2 separate regions of the Gossypium hirsutum genome follow, and region 1 is linked to region 2. A link is a contact called in public Hi-C data. All regions are on one chromosome and are shown on one strand. The core of a region is the stretch at or near the end of the contact, and the rest is flanking DNA. Distances in the headings are between cores, read along the strand shown. Region 1 has its middle 24 kb from the start of LOC107921438. Region 2 holds the start of LOC107932514 (DNA repair protein recA homolog 3, mitochondrial).

What was found. A called contact is a pair of places that touch in the nucleus more often than the background predicts.
Region 1: a Hi-C map of hypocotyl shows a contact between it and region 2, with 2.5 times the contacts expected there. The contact joins the enhancer-like site here to the promoter of LOC107932514 in region 2. A contact is called at or near these places in 7 of 34 Hi-C or Micro-C datasets (callus, hypocotyl, leaf and 1 more).

The regions. Positions count from the first base shown.
Region 1 is chrA12:6,707,588-6,710,287 of Gossypium_hirsutum_v2.1, reverse strand. No RefSeq gene overlaps it. Among protein-coding and RNA genes, the nearest start is that of LOC107921438, 24 kb to the right of the region's middle. Within about 2 kb of position 1,312, at least 5 of the 9 cell types and tissues checked have an H3K27ac peak or open chromatin away from gene starts, as enhancers often do. A contact at or near this core is called in hypocotyl and leaf, where this site is marked.
Region 2 is chrA12:6,633,114-6,635,813 of Gossypium_hirsutum_v2.1, reverse strand. LOC107932514 (DNA repair protein recA homolog 3, mitochondrial) reads right to left here and starts at 1,372. Exons shown (of 7, transcript XM_016864583.2): 1 at 560-1,372; 2 at 83-160.

The DNA.
Region 1 (2,700 bases), core at 63-2,562, 75 kb before region 2:
TGTCAAGTATGAAACTTCAGCATCTATATTTATTCTTATTTATCAGATTAAAGTTTCATTTTTGTAGTTATAAAGATTGGGATTTTATAATTACATGATTGGTTACTTGCGATCCTAAATGTGGGTTAAGGTTGCAATAATTGGAGTGGGCTGACAAGCAAGCCAGCGCAGCAGCACCTGGATGTCATGTGCTTGGGTGGAGGAAAAAAAAGAGAGCTGTCCTAAATAGATAGATGGAGAAGCTGAAGATGACATTACCTACCTACCAACCTACCTCTTAAATCTTTTGGCTGCATGTGGGACTGCTTTAACCTTAGCGGAAGGTCAGTTTCAGACATCCAAATCCCCCTCCTCTCTCCTCGACACAAACTCACCTTACCTGACCTCAAATATTCTTATCATTTATTTCTGGTATGCATTATCCATGGGGCACTTGATTCGGATCCTTGTTTTAAAAGTTTTTGTTCCTACGGGCGTCAAAATAAAGTGTCTGTAACATACATGTCATGGGACTGTAGATCCATGTGCTTATTATTTTCTTCCAACTCTTGAATTTTCATCGTCTACGGATATTACCAATATGTTTCGATCTGTAAGAGGGGATATCATGTTAGAGAAAGCTAGTGAGACGATCAGACCAAGGTCGACTATTTGATTAGAGAATAATGCATGTTTTGTTCTAGAGAGACCAAGTAACCTTAGCTTAGGTACCTCATAAAAGTAGCTGCGAATAACTGGATCACCACGGCAGCAGCCCCAGAGACCTGTGCCACTATTACAATTAGAATAGGTAGGGCCAACAAGTTCAAAACGTTCCTTACGTTATTCTGCATAATCACTAAAGAAACCATTGCATCCTCATCCTGTCTACCATGCATCAGACAAAAGATTGGCCAAACTTGTAAGAAAAATCACACGAAAAAAGATGAAGTTCAAAGGAAATAGAATGATAATAAATCAATGATAGCTTAATTGAAGATAACATCATGAGAGAAAAATAGATGACGCCAACCAACAACTTCAATCAATTTAACCATGTACCAATCTAGGAGTTAGGTATTTACTAGTCTAGGAATCATAGCAGAATAGATTTATTTGCACAATGCTTCGGTCCAAGATTGATTAAATCAGCTAAAGATTGGTTGGCATTAGACAATGTTTTCAGCCGAATAGATTATGATCATACATAAGCACCATATAGACTCAACAAAGTACTGATTTAGAAGCAGCATAGGCTGGTGTCACGGTCACCCAAAGGTGTGGAGCAAGCCACCCTAAGTACAGGTGGAGGCCCTAAGGTGCGAATGGTGGCCAACAAGGGCCTAGGGAGGCCCCCTTAGCTGCAACAGGCCCAAAAAAGTGCACATGTGAGAAGAATGGGTCTGGGGTACCAAAAATCCGGAAGCCCAAGGAAGAGATCCAAACCTTGTGGAATAAAGTAGAACCTTTTGAAAGAGTTGTATAAAATATTCTAAAAATAAGTTCTTGATTATCTATTGTATTTGATCGTGACCGTTGGATCAAAGGGGTTTGGCATATATAAAGGAAGGCACCCCTCCATTTATAACATAAGTTAACTTATTGAGTAATAACAATTCCAGATTATCCCAACTCCCTTTTGTTCTCATTTGATGTGGGTGTGCTTCTCTAGGCCTAGAGCTTTGTTAAGGGACTCTCCGAAGCAAGGATCGAAGGTTGACTTAGGCATTGTTGGTGAAAGACTAGTGCCTAAGGTTGCATATTGGCAGAGTTAGAGTCTCGACCTATGACAAATGATATCAGAGTTAGCAGTTAGCTCTTGTGGTGAGTGAGAGATGACTACAAATCAGATAAGAGGAGCAAGCAAGGGGAAAGGGTGGTGGAGACTCGAGTGACAATGAAGAGCAAGAAAGGAGGCTCATGAGGGAGCTCAAAGGACTTTGTGGCGATCATGGAGACCTGAATGATCGATGTTGAGTCCGTAGTGAGTGATGTCCCAACTTGACTGGAGGACATTAAGGATTCCCTTGATGAGTTAAAGTCCGACATAGCGAAGTCCTAGGAGGAGATGAAGGTGTAGTTAAGAGAGGAGCTGCAAGGGGCTATGAAGGAGGCCTTAGGAGACCTTACCGGAAGGAATGAGGCCCTTGTAGTGTAACCTGTTAAGAGAGGAGCTGGAGGTGCAACTAAGAGAGGAGCTGCAAGGGGATATGTGGCGCATCATTTTGCCAGACCAAGGACCAATCCGCACTACCATCAAGACATTTAAACACTGTAATCTATTTAAAAGTTGCAGAAGCGGATCGGAGGACCACATTCACATTAACCTATCTTTCGAAGCACTATAAGAGGGTAGAAAAACACCAACTATCCGAGCGGCGATATGATGAGTGAGCACTTGTTCAAGCGTTTCCCACGACCACTCACCTTCACAGGTAACCGGGTGCCGAACCAGAGTGCTGTCTTCTAAAGGAGCACCACAGTATAGAACTGCTTCAGCGGGCCAACATCGTCAAGCCACGAATCATTCCACAAGTTGAGCAAACGTCCATTACCTATCGACCACTTAATGCCCGTAATACCCCCCCCCCAAAAAAAAAAAATTGTGTGAAATTGATCACCAAACATACTAACAACTGCTCCTCGCGATCGACAATGGGCAAATTCCTTGGACATTATTCTTAGCCCGTAAAACCTGAACCAACAGAACATTAATATTAG
Region 2 (2,700 bases), core at 123-2,622:
ATTCATCTTGTAAAATAGCAAGACCTTGTAGAACCAACAGAAGTAATGTTGCAAAATGAATTTGTTATGAAGTAAGCAATACCTGCACTTCAGACATATCCACTTAGTCTGCAAATTGAGAATTGATGATTTTGGATACACTTTCAGCCAGTTCACTAGACTGTTGAAAAAGTAGATGTGGGTTACTAAAATTCTAAAATCAGTTTTGATTATCAATGTAAGCATGAATCTAAGTTTGTCTATAACTAGAATACACGGGCATGATGTACATCTATATCAATACATAATACACGGGCATGGTACTTCAGAAGCTATCAATATATAATACACGGGCATGATACTTCAGAAGCTCTAAGATTCCCAAAACCAAGTCATTGATGTAACAAAAGCCAGATGCCTCACACTTTTTGGCATGATGTAAACCACCAGCCCAATTTATAGCAATATCACATAACTGATTGTTTAATCTTCTTGCAGCATCTGCCAACCATGACAATCAATTACAACTGAAAATGCACAAATCAAATTAAGAGAAACAACCTACCATATCAAAATTTACCTATTGTCCCACCAGTATAAATTTGACAAAATTCAAACAAGTTTTCAAACACAGGGCAATCTTCTCCAAGATTGTCTGGGAAGAAGAAAATAGAAAAAGATAGAAATCAAACTCCAAACCCATATACATCAGAAAAAGCATAACCTAATCCTTTCTCCATATGATATTTGCATGTTCATTGGAACGGGTAAAATACAGATGACAATTTAGGGGAAAGAATAAGAAAATAGACAGCGAAGGGAAGAAGACTAAAACAATAGCTAATAATTGATCGGAGCCTCGCCGTTTCCACAATCGCTGGGCTGCACGGTGGGAGATGTGCTCATTTCTTTGCAAAGCTCTGCTTTCGACATCAATTTCTCCATATTTTCATACACATGCAAATTTGCCACACTCAAAATCCAAAAACAGAGAGTATTCTATGCGTTTTATGGAAAACCCAAGAAGATTTTGTTTTGAATGATAGTGGAAGTGGGAGGAGATTTTCGTCTAAAAAAAAATAAGCTGTTACGAGAGCCATTGAATAGGCATTCAGCGCTCGACCCTCGGAATGGTTATGCAGCATTTACGTGTAATAGAGCCCGCACGGAATAGATATTCGACGGTCAAATTTCAACCAAACAAACAGATCACTGTAGGGTGTGGAATAAGGGCGGAATGGAATGGCCATTCCGTCGAACCAAACATGCTGTTAAACTCATTGTCACTCAAACCTCTCGCTCAACAGTCCCTACAAGTCTGATTACCATCACACTTCAAGCTCTCCATTCCTTTCTTACCAAAACCGAAGATTCCAAACCCTCAAAATAACCTAAATTTTTTTATTTTAAATATTTTAATAAGTTTTGTAATTAAAGAAAATAATATAATTTTCTATGACCTTTTTGTATTTAATTTTTCTATAATTTATTATTTTTATATTTTTCTTAATAAATTAATAATATTTTATAATATATATTATTTTTATATATTTATATTATTTTTATAATATTTCTAAATTTTTTATACAATTTTAATAATTTTTAGAATTAAATAATTAAAAAATAAATTAAACCTCACAAAATAATTTAAAAAATCAATTAAGCCATCCACATTAGTACTTTTCTATGTCAACTGTCATAATGTTGCCTACATAAGGATATGGGGACTGAGTAAGTAAAGCTAGACACGGAGGGCCTAAATTAATGTAGAATCGTCACTAACCAATTAAGGCTAGGTTGGTTAGCCACCTATTGTCTAAAAGTTTAGAATTAATACTACGAAAAATCCTAAAAGTTTAGACTTGATGTCATCACCAAATTTTGGGTTTGGGAGTATGGTTACGTGTGGGGAAGATTATAACACCCCCACAATGCTTATTCGGGGATAGTCCTACAGGGTCTTAAGAGCTAGGTTTTATTTATTTAAGCATATTAATGTTTTAATTTAGGCTAAAATCTTATGAAAATCTTAAATAAAAACTCTAAAGAAAATTCTTTCGGTTTACTCGTAACTTGATTAAGATGTATTCACCAATTTATCTAATTTGAAACTTAAATTAGAGATTTTTATTTTTAACGAGAACCCTAAACGATACCTAAATAATTTACCTTCAATTCCTAGAATTAATTCTATTTTAGAATTTTAAAAAAACCACCTAGAAATTACTAATGAGTTAAGAGAAATATTAAAATCCATCTAAAACTTATTCGATATATTATTATTATTTAAAGAATTAATTAATAACGTTGAACCTATGAAGATATTATGAAAGTATCCTATGCCGAGTTTGTGATTTATCTTACTTTAAAATTCTTGATCTAAGATTTAAGTTCACCAAAATCCTAAAATAATATATCTTAAATAACATTTATTAGCTTTCTTAAAAAAGTTTCTAAAACAAAATACTTACAAAGACCTACTCATGATTTACAATTCACTTACAAAAATCTTTAGTTTTAGTCTTGAATAAAGTCCTAAAGAATATTTATATATTAATTTAAGATTCTAATCCTATACGATATTTAAAATTAGTTCAAAAACCCTAAAAAATATCTTACATGTTATTTATAATTTTTCTAGGATAAATGGTAGATAGGATCTTAAAGACTTAACTAACTTCATGTTAACAATTATAGGATGGAAAAAATGAACTAAAATTT